Linked DNA regions of Drosophila melanogaster: regions 1 and 2 are each linked to region 3. A link is a contact called in public Hi-C and targeted proximity ligation data. All regions are on one chromosome and are shown on one strand. The core of a region is the stretch at or near the end of the contact, and the rest is flanking DNA. Distances in the headings are between cores, read along the strand shown.

Region 1 (3,683 bases), core at 709-3,208, 120 kb before region 3:
AGATTCAACGACGTCGACGGCACTTGAACGGCCCCAACGCTGAACTGAGATGAAAATATATACGATTGCGGTCAAGATATTAGGGAATACAGGCAAGTCCTTCTGTCCAAAACGCGCATTTGATCACTTTTATAAATATTTGTTAAGAGGATTTTTATTCCAATTTTTTTATTTCAAATTGAAATTATTTAAAACTTTTATATTATACGAATATATTGAACTATTAATGCTACACATTATACATATGTTTTTAAGGGCTCTACTCTACTAATAAGCAAATTGAAATAGCACAATTAAATAATTTAAATTTACTTTGCTCTATCATCTTGACCGCAGGTGTGGCAGGAGCGAGATGGCAAGCAACCTTTAAATGCGGGCCGAGCAGCATCCAAACGTGATGCGATCGAAGGAATGGTGAGGGGGAATTCATGGGGGCAGGGATGTGTGGTGGGGATATAGTAGAGCCAAACCCAAGTCGCGATCAAGCCGTGCAGGCAGCAACTTGTCGAGACTCGCCCCCATACCCTTGGACGGACTCAAGTGCCTGACTGCCTGATTATGATCGGATCGGAGTGGTGCGCTATATGAGCTGCTCCCGCTGCTAATGCACTGAGAGAAGTCACCTCTATCCTACTTCCCTACAAATATGGCGCACATTGGGTTGACAACTAGCAACAATACACTTTTTGACACATTCTTCAATTTAAGCATACTATTTGCTGCGAAAGCCCTTTAAAGTGACAGAAAAGATTTAATTTTCAATCATATTTAGGTTAATTGTTTTAAGTGTAGGCCTGCTGCCGAGGAGTTGGTGCCTGTCTGCGTGTGTAATAAACATAATGATAATGCCCGCCGCTGTCCGAGTGGTTTGGCTGCCTTCTGCAGCTACCGTGGATGTAATTTACACTTACACTGCGGCTCAACGGTTTCTTTTTTTTTTGGGGCGGGGGGGGCCAAAGGGGCTGGCACTTCGGTCTTAGAGCCGAAGAAATGACACACTTTGGTAGAACCCACATCCAATAACTGCTAACTGATTCCGTTTGCTTTTCCTGGGTTGTGGGTAAAAACCATAAGCGAACGTGATCGAATGGAAAGCCCTCTGGCGGTCATTAGCCGAAGTTCGCTTAAAAGTAAAAGCCATCTGGCGTTTGTAAAAAGGGTAGGAAGTGGGCCTAATGTTCTAGGCTCCGAATAATGGGAGCGGCTTAATACAGTAGGCACTCTAATTGGTGAAAACCTATACTTAGGATAACTAATGCGAAGACGTTGATGCTTAAATCAAAAGAAAATAAAAACATCTTTATTTAAATTGAAAACTGAATTTACCGAGCAGTACCAATATTATTTTCCTTTTTTGTTTCCAATACTTTTTGCAGTCCGTACTGTACTTCTTGTTAAATTATTGCGCAATACCATAAACTCTAGTATATTCATTCCGCTGCATACAAATCAAATCATATTACCCTACGATTTTTAAGAAATATTGCCAAAACCGGGGCACAAATTAAACCAATATAAGCAACGCCCAACGAAGCAGGCCCTACTAAAACCTTGATTTAACCCTTGGGGCGGGCACTCAAAATGGATCGGAACTGAAATGAAACCAGCGAAAAAAGTCGAGAAACGAAGTGGTAAGCAAAACCAGCAGCTGAGTCCCTCAGGCGGCAGTTAATCAACAGTTTTTATGCAAAACTACTAAAGCACACACCACAAAAAAAAAAGTTCAGAAACCAGAACAGGGAAATGAAAAGCGAGCAATAACCCAGGCAGGCAAAAAAACAAAAAAAAAAAAAAAGATGAAGAAAAGCCAAAACGCACACCTCAAGTCCCCAAAACAAGTCAATATGATCGATCGTTTGCTTGATTAAGCCTAATTGAAAACGAAACTGCGGAGAGCCAGAGAATGGAAAGAACCTAAGGAGGAGAGCACCTACCTTCATGCTATCCCCGATCCGATATGATCGGATCCCCGCAGTCATGATCGCTTGCCTGGTTCTTCGGTCGGTCCGGTTCGGTTGGAGCGGTTTGTTCGGTCAGTGGAAATCCGAAATCGGTGGAAACCCACCAGACGGGCCCCACAACTTACTACAAGAATTTTGAAATCAAAACAAAAACGTAAAAGATCAACGCACAAAAAGAGCGCGCCACTGAATTTTGGCGGGAGACTACTGTACCGCTGGATCGGCGAGAATCAGTTGAACAAAACAAACCGATAAAACCGGAGGAGCCTGTAGTAGGCGTAGCCACTGCGCTGGTGGTGGTGTGGCGTGTGTAGAAGATCGAGAAGAACAACAAAATCAAAAAAGAAAACTGGTCAACTTAATCAAAGAGCGGAGAATCCAGAAGATTTGCTGCTCACAGATCTCCAAAGAGCACGACATTTTCAGAGAAATGCAGTCTTACATCGACGAAGAGACGCAAAGAGCAGCAAAGAGACGGAGCGACCGACCAGTGTTGCCGTGCAGCAGGTGGAAAATCAGAGAGCCAGATATCAAAACAAATTTCAAGCTGCCACGAAATACTGCTATCACGAGGAACTTGGCTTCAGAATTATTTATCTTGGAAATATTTAAATACATATGTATATTTAGGAAGATCTTAACTTAGGCTTATCAAATGTCTACCAAAGAACTTACACTAGATACATATTAGAAGACATTTAAAAATTTAAAATATGAGCATAATCTTTTAGTGTATAATTGTGAAATTAGTGAATATGAACATAACAAGCAATTTATACAAATATCCGTTATTTAAATGCAAGTGTTGGATAATAAAAATATTGCCTGATCGATTTCAACAACTATCCGCGGTCGGGCAATTAAGGAACCCTTAATTAATGGTCAATTAAGTACCTTCAACACATGTGTCAGTTGATAAGGAACTTTGGTGGCGGAACCTTTAGCACGGCCACAATTTTCCGCAAGTGAGGCGACCAGAGTCTCTCTACCGGTTTTTTTATTTGGTTTTTTCTCCCCTTTTTTTTTTGTCAACGAGAAAAAAGCGCGCCAAAATGATGCTCCTACTGGGGATTTATAGTCCTTCCTATGTATGTTGGGTGCCATAAAACCTGAAAAAGGACTGAGCGGCGTGCGGACAAGGTGGAATAAAGAAAAGGCTGCGTTTCCACTGGGGAGAGTGTAATAACCCCAAACGGACCCTCGATCCGTCTCCCTTTCTCTTTCTCTTCGTGTCTCTTTCTGGCTGAATTAATTTCACAGCAGAAGCGGAAAGGAGAAGGCCGACGAAGAAGGGAATAGCCGAAAGGAGGAGAACGAGAAGAAAACCAGGCAACGTTACTTGTTTCTTGAAGGGTCCACACGATCGCCCCACGACGTCAATTTGCAAGTTCTTCTTGGAGCCACAGAAACTCAGGCTGCAACTGCGAGGAACCCTCGCTGATTCGTAGCAGAGAGGGTCGATCGAAAGGTACTCGGTGATGGGAATAGTTTGAAGGTCCTTAATTCCCTTGACGGTAGAAATTTTAAAATATTATAAAAAATGGGGCCAATCGACGGTTAGTCAGCAAATAAGAGATGTACTTCTTTTACGATGTTACAAAACTTTCAAAACTACGGAGCAAGAAAGAAAAAATATATCTTAAATTAAAAAAAAAATAAAAACAAAGAAGGTTAAAGTGTAGAAACGTTATGTCTATAAGAACATACATGTATGTTACACAT
Region 2 (3,544 bases), core at 353-2,852, 73 kb before region 3:
TGTTTTAAATTATATTGCGAACATTTTATAATACCACATTATTAAGAGAGCTACTAGAGCTACATAGATACAAAGCTAATAAATGGATCTAAAGTAATGCCAGTTACGAGAATTATTTGCCGTAAAATTTAAATTAAAAGCCAAGAATTGTTTTACGCGTATTTCGTAATTTTTTTCAAGCGTTTTCGCGCGCAAAGTTGGGAATGACAGAGAAGGAAATAGAGAGAGAGAGAGAGAGAGAGAAAAGGAGAGGAAAAAGCCTGTTTGTATAATGTGTGGGAGGGAGAGGGGAAGATGCAGAGGAAGACAAGAGTAAGAGCGAAAACAGGTTTTTCATGTTGCACAGTCAATTTTTGATATATGGTGAAATTGATTAAATATAGCCAACATCCAAATCGGAAATGTAATTAGCTAAACTCCTTATCGTATATTCAAAAACACGTTTGAAATGTTTAATGTGAATGAACGCCAACTAAATAGTCTTTATTACATTGCTTGAATACCCAAAATATAAAACAATTTAATTTATTTTATTAAATACAATAAACTAGCTAATCATTCTCTGCATAAATGTACATACATACATACATATGTACATTCATTTAGCCAGTAAAACCTGAGCTAAGCAAGTTGGATCCTTTGTTAATCATGTTGCTATTTTTCAAATTTATATTCAAAAAAAAAGTATTGAACATTATAAAATTGTGAACTTCCCTTCTCAAAATATTTTAAAATGTGAGAAAGTAATCAAGCTTTGTCTAAAAACTCCCTTTTTTCTACTACCTTTTTAACTCATTTAATCCGCTCATAGAATATACTCCCATTTATCATACTCTTTCTACTCCGGTTTTTTGGCCTCTTAAGAACGCTTGCTCTCCCTCCGCTCTCTTGTTTAAACAAATACAAATCAAAACCGAAAGCAAGAGCAAAGTGCAATAACGAAAACCACAAGCAAAGAGTGTTGTACAATTGCAGTTTTTGTTTTGCTTTAGCGTTCGCTAGGCAGCGCAGTCGGATATACTGCCTCTTCGCTACTTCTGATGAGTTTTCTTCTTCTTCTGAATTTACCTGCTCGACAAGATCTTTGTGTACCCACACATACACGCGTACACAGCCTGCCCACACACTCTTAGTTGAAACGAGAAAGAACGTTTTGTAAGAGTACCAACTGAGACATACCCTTCACATTGTTTGTGCATCTAAATATGTACTTTATGTTGTAAGTAAATATGAGTTATAAAATAGTGTTACTTCAGCAATTAGTGCGCTGGTACAATATTTCAGTTTTTTCAGTATGCGAAAGCCAATCAATTAAATTTTTACAACCTTAAAATCTAGATATGTTAACTATGCTCCTTGATGCATTTATGTAGACGCAATTCATGGTCCGAGTATACTCTTCCTCACTCAGCTATTACAGGGTAGGTAAAGAGCGGGATTTTTTAAAATATTTTTTTTCTCTCAAGTGTGCCTCCTTCATGCACGTGCATGTGCAGGAGAGGGAGCGAGAGAGATTGCGATTGCACTGGCTGCGCGCCTACGCTGCCGCTCTGCCGACGTCGCGGTAGAGGCTCTGTTGCCGTAGTTTGAGGCCCCAGTGCGAACAGTTCATTTTTAGCCGCGGAGCCAGTAAGACGTGTTTCCTGCCCTCTTTCTTTGAGTCTGCGACACGTTTTAAGTGCTCTTCCATAATTGACAACAGCAAAAGCAAAGAATAAAAAAATAACAAAAAATAAAAAACGAAATCCATCGTGAACAGTTTTGTGTTTTTAAATCAGTTCTAAACACGAAAAGGGTTGATGAAAAACGCAGAAGAATCCGAAAAACTAACTAACCGAGCAAAAACTTGACTTGAGTGTTGTTTGACAAATCAGGAAAGATAAAAAACAAATCATAAGAAAAAACTGCACGAAAAATGAAAAAGTTTCTAATATTCAAAATCTTGCACAAGAAATACAAAATCAATTAAAGTGAACTCTAACCAAAAGTTGTACACAAAATAAAAAGCAAAACAAAGCAGCGAAGAACAATCACAAGAAGAGCAAAGTGCCAACAAAGTGCAGGAAGGAAGGAAGCGGATAAGGACAAAAAGGAAGCCAGCACACACACACACCCACACAATGGCCGTGCCCTTTTATTTGCCCGAGGGCGGCGCCGATGACGTAGCGTCGAGTTCATCGGGAGCCTCGGGCAACTCCTCCCCCCACAACCACCCACTTCCCTCGAGCGCATCCTCGTCCGTCTCCTCCTCGGGCGTGTCCTCGGCCTCCGCCTCCTCGGCCTCATCTTCGTCCTCCGCATCGTCGGACGGCGCCAGCAGCGCCGCCTCGCAATCGCCGAACACCACCACCTCGTCGGCCACGCAGACGCCGATGCAGTCTCCACTGCCCACCGACCAAGTGCTATACGCCCTCTACGAGTGGGTCAGGATGTACCAGAGCCAGCAGAGTGGTAAGTCTACAAAGATCTCAATTCTCCACTCTTAAGAACTTTGAAATTGTGTGGGTTAATCAGGATATCCATTTAGTTTACCTCAAATACATTTGCAGATACAAAAATAAGTTTCGATTCATATACGGTTATTAATTGCGAAATGTTTAAGAAGTTCCCACACAGAATAACTGCTTACGCATGTTGGTAATATATTTTCTAAAATGCTTATAACCAACACTTTATTTAAGCCCACTTGTTTTGCTATTAACAAGAAGGATTTTCATAGGATCTCCTTGTAAAAGTAAACAAAAAATGTTATTAACTTGAAATTGCTTAAAGAATAGTAAATTTATTTCTTTCGAAAAAACAGCATTTTAAATGTTTGAAGATATTTTCAAACTAATAGATTTGATCAATAAAAAATGGCGAACAATTTTTTTCTATACAAGCGACTTTAAAGGTTTCATATTTTTGATTACCGCTTTTAATATCATTTAGTTTAGTTTAAGAAAGTTTCTGGACAGCCGGAGGGTTTCCCTCATTTTAAAATGGGTCAGCAATTAGCCAAGTTGTGACGTTATTTGTTAACTGCTTCAGTTCCCCTTGTGCAAGTTTCACTTTTCAAGGTTGTTGATTCATCCAGTTTCGAGTAACTGCGTCAACTGCATCCAGGTTGTTTTTGTTTACTTTTACCCAGTTTTTTTTTTATTTTATATATGGTCAATTCAGCACTTTGTCAGCTTATCAGCAAAAAAAAAAGTGTAAAAGGCAGAGCGGAAGGCAAATTTCTCGGCCACATTCGAAAGGAAGCCGAAAAAACGGTAATTCAATAAAAATTAATCGAACAAGTTCAAAAAGGGGAAAATTGAGAAGTAATTGAGAAGTTTCGATTGGAGGAGAGAGCAAACTTAATAAACGAAGTCACAAAACTGCAAAAACTCAAAATCATGTGGGGAATTACTGGATCAAATTCCCAAAGTGGGAATCTTACAAATTAAAAAATTTTGTATTGAGACAAAAATCTACTTATGTTATAAATAAATGAAAATAAAGTAGAAATGGTGATAACTAGCTCGATAAATCACATTAAGATCAATTTCCTTCGGTCATG
Region 3 (3,708 bases), core at 568-3,067:
GAAAGCTGACAAACTAACTCTGCGCTCAGCTTGTGTTCGCCAATCTCCTTTGGAGCTTCTTCAAGAATGGCTTGCATGGCAGGCAGGAGTACCTCGAACATATCCTTTTCGTTGGTGCCCAGTGCAGCGGCGGCGGGCAGCAGATCCTTGAGAATATATTTTCCTGATTCGAGAGCGCCATCGGGTGACCTGCGAAAGACCAACGCCACCCGGTAGATGACGCTGCAAAAGTTCTCGCCCTTCTGGCTCACCGCCTTGATGTGAAAGTTCTCAACGCGAAGCATTTCACAACCATAAGCTCTCGCCAAAGCTCTCTCGAAGTATTCCGCACTGTAAATTTCCCGCTCCATAGTTATACGACTTTTCAGATGAGACCTCGCCAACCGACTGAGCCCATGTATGGTGCACTAGTTACGAAATTATCTCTGAATTACAAAAAGTATATCTGGAAGCTTTGCGGTTATCACTGCACGCATGATCAGCACAGAAAACAATTTACTTTTCACTTCAGATTCTTCACATCTTGTACATTTCAACATTGGTGAAATGGTTTCATTCACTTATTTAATAGTCACATGTAATACATAATTTACGCTGTAAATACGCTTAGGTTTTTCGATTTAAAACGCAATTTAACCCCTTTGTGAAGAAAACAGATAACGTTTTGGATGTTGTAAAATAGTCTTAGAATTTTTAAATTCGCAATTTTACAAGAAAAAAATTCTAAAAATATAATTTTATAAAAATAAAATTAATCTGATGAAGAAACTTTTCTACGTGTAGATCTAGAGAATATCCGTTTTGCGGAATTAAATAATAAAGTGTTCTGGTAAGCACACCCCAAACAAAGCGGAATTGTCGGCGGCTTAACTGAACCACTTGATAAAATTATAATTTATAAAAATTAGTTAAGTGGAGCCATTGAGTGGCCATCGGTTAAGTTTGTCGAAATTAAACTTTGCACACGGGGACATTGTTAAGATAATTGGAAAATCTTCATAGATATGCTAAGAGCAACGTGATGATATTCTTGAGTTGAAGATGATAAAGATAAGATTGCCTCACGGAAAAATTTTGAGGATTACATTTCAGGCTCAGCAATTTTCGGCTCTTCTACAAATGAATTCCTTAAAATATGCCTCACTATATTAAGCAGTCTTTAGATGATATAGTAAAGATAATGAAAAGAAAATAACGATAAGGAAATAAATATCATTTAAGATAAATAAACGGCTAAATAAATAAATAAGAGTTTAGTTTAATAATCGTTTAACTGGTAAAAAGAGATGTATTTAATATTCTGTATATGCGAGTACAGGTATAATCATATGAAGGAATGATTTCTGATTACATTGGGGAAGGATCATAATACATACGTATATCATACATCATACATCTTACATACATACATATATATATTTATATACATATATACATATATACATATATATATATGTATACAGAAATGCATGTTAAAAATATATGCATGTGAAACGAAAAAAACAAAAGTTCTTAGATGTTTTGTTCTATGATCATATTACAATGATACTTTCTTATTATTGTGAGAAGGAAGTATTTGTTTATTTGAACCCACCTTTGCGAATGTTTATTAAATCAACAAATATAAGCATTTGCATTGAATCACGCTTATTGCAGTAAGCACCATAAGTGCACGTTGAACTTTTAATCAGAATACATTATTTTATACACAATAAGCACGGGTTTAAAATGTAAATGCTGAAAAACATCTAAATATTTACAAAATTAAGAAAAGCATCGCGCTTACAAACTAGTTCCATGCAAACTGAACTGGTTAAATTGAGCCATATCAGCTGTTTTATCAAGTTCCTTCGAAACGATAAGCTGAACCACCAACAAATATTTTGTATTATCGATTCGTAAATTGATATCGAAATGAAAAATCGATTATTTAGCGGTTTCTTTAAACGCTGCATTACATATTTGTATTTTGGAATGCGTTTTTTAAGCTCTAAATTTGTGCAGCGAGCCTTTTCAATTCTTAACATAGCATTTGAAACTTCACAATAAATTAACGCCACACCTATATGTATATATTACTAAAACGTTTAAGCTAACTATAACTACTCAAAAGTGTTCTCCTCCCGTTTAAGGGCACTAAAGAAGTCGGTGTTGAGTAATTTGCTGGGATCAACTGTCACAGCCGACTTCACAGCCCTTTGGTCATCCGCATTCTTGACAATGCGTTTCCATTCGGAGAGGTCGTTGACTGGATTATTGGGCTTGGCCTCCAGATGAAGGGGTTTCAGCATGAAATGGGCTTTAACCAGTTGGTTTAACAAACGCACTAAATGACAGGAAAATATTTAAAAAGTTAGCAACGGAAAATATGGAATGTTGTTAGGTCATTTACAATGTATTGACTGAAAACCAAGCAGGTTCGCATGCTCGCTCCACCAGTTGCATATGAGGCTAAGGTAATGCTTGGTCGTCTCCTCGGAGTCGCGAAACAGACAGGTGAGGTAATACTCGTGAAAGACAAGGGACAGAAGGTGCACTGCGATGCGGGAGATCTCGCCAACTTCTTCGGTGCCTAAATAGAAAGCACAAATATTGATTCGTGTCATTGATCATATGAAAATGATTTTTTTTTAGCTCAAACGCACCTGCTTTCCTGCTGTGCAACATCCATTGGTGCATCACCTGGAAGACAATTGTTACCGCACTGAGGCACAACTTTACATAGCACTCGCAGCCTTTTCCTCGCTGCGTTGTACTTGAATTTGAATTTTGATTCGGGTTCGAAACAGACGCTGATGTCGATCCATTGGAGACCGATCCCTGCACAGCTCCTGTGGAGTTGAAGCTCAGACTGGTGCCTGTTTTCATCAGAGTACCATCGCTGGAGTCCTCGTCGCCATCGTCGGCAAAGTAAGGCAGCATTTCAAGTATGAAATCCGGTGGGTTTTTGAAGCACTCGAACGCGAATCGCACATGATTTCCTCCGATCTTGAGCAGCAACTGAAAGTAGTCCTGCCGCAGAGGAGTTTCACTAAAGAAGCATAGCTCGAGTAGGCCCGCGTAGACCTGAAGTAAACAGGAGTCGGGACCAAATCGATAAACGGAGCGAACGCGATCCGATACAAAGCAGTCCTTGGGACTATTCACACACATTTTATCCATAAGTTGGGGATGTCTAAGGCAGCTTAAAAAGCAGGAGCTAAGCTCAGCAAAAACCCAAGGACTGGGACGAGTAAAAACTAACTGCTTAAGCAGATCGAAGAGTAGCTCCTCGTTATGTTGAAGAAGGGCATTTTCTTGTAGGAGGCTATTTAGGAGTGAAGTCAAGGCTTCCAGCAATCCAAAGTGTTGGCCGACCTCGTAGGAAAATCCTAGTTTTGTGATAGCTTCAATAGCCATATCTAGCAGTCCCAGATCATTTTCTTTCCACTCCGTGAGACCTCTAGAAATCCTTTCCTCTCGCCGGCAAATCAAAGCCAAGGTAGCTATGAAGCGACGCAGCGGAACAGCCTTTTCGTTATCATACAAACAGCTCTGATGGGTCAGGGAAATGCGATGAACTTCCTCCTCTAGGTTGTGGGGATTGTAGGGATACAGCATGCAGTTGTGTGGAAAGTCCAAACTTTGAGCATACGAAGCAAACTCCGTGAATACCTTGCCGACCGACGAGAGTATTCTTGGCAGGAGGTTATCCACAGATTCCGGCTT

What was found. A called contact is a pair of places that touch in the nucleus more often than the background predicts.
Region 1: a contact with region 3 is called in a targeted proximity ligation map of the Kc167 cell line, with 4 times the contacts expected there. A contact is called at or near these places in 9 of 107 Hi-C or Micro-C datasets (the Kc167 cell line, central nervous system, embryo and 3 more) and 3 of 7 datasets of targeted methods (all in the Kc167 cell line).
Region 2: a contact with region 3 is called in a Hi-C map of the Kc167 cell line, with 2.3 times the contacts expected there. A contact is called at or near these places in 1 of 107 Hi-C or Micro-C datasets (the Kc167 cell line) and 2 of 7 datasets of targeted methods (both in the Kc167 cell line).

Annotation. Positions count from the first base shown.
Region 1 is chr3L:18,233,035-18,236,717 of dm6, reverse strand. It overlaps lncRNA:CR45937 (long non-coding RNA:CR45937), which reads left to right and starts at 1,958. Exons shown (of 1, transcript NR_133264.1): 1 at 1,958-2,472.
Region 2 is chr3L:18,183,699-18,187,242 of dm6, reverse strand. It overlaps hid (head involution defective), which reads left to right and starts at 1,602. Exons shown (of 4, transcript NM_079412.4): 1 at 1,602-2,451. The coding sequence starts at 2,121.
Region 3 is chr3L:18,111,068-18,114,775 of dm6, reverse strand. CG7341 reads right to left here and starts at 1,817. Exons shown (of 2, transcript NM_168763.2): 1 at 1,595-1,817. mus304 (mutagen-sensitive 304) reads right to left here. Exons shown (of 4, transcript NM_079411.4): 2 at 2,646-3,708; 3 at 2,393-2,572; 4 at 1,929-2,326. The coding sequence ends at 2,103. CG32195 reads right to left here and starts at 1,817. Exons shown (of 4, transcript NM_168762.4): 1 at 1,595-1,817; 2 at 19-407. The coding sequence starts at 350.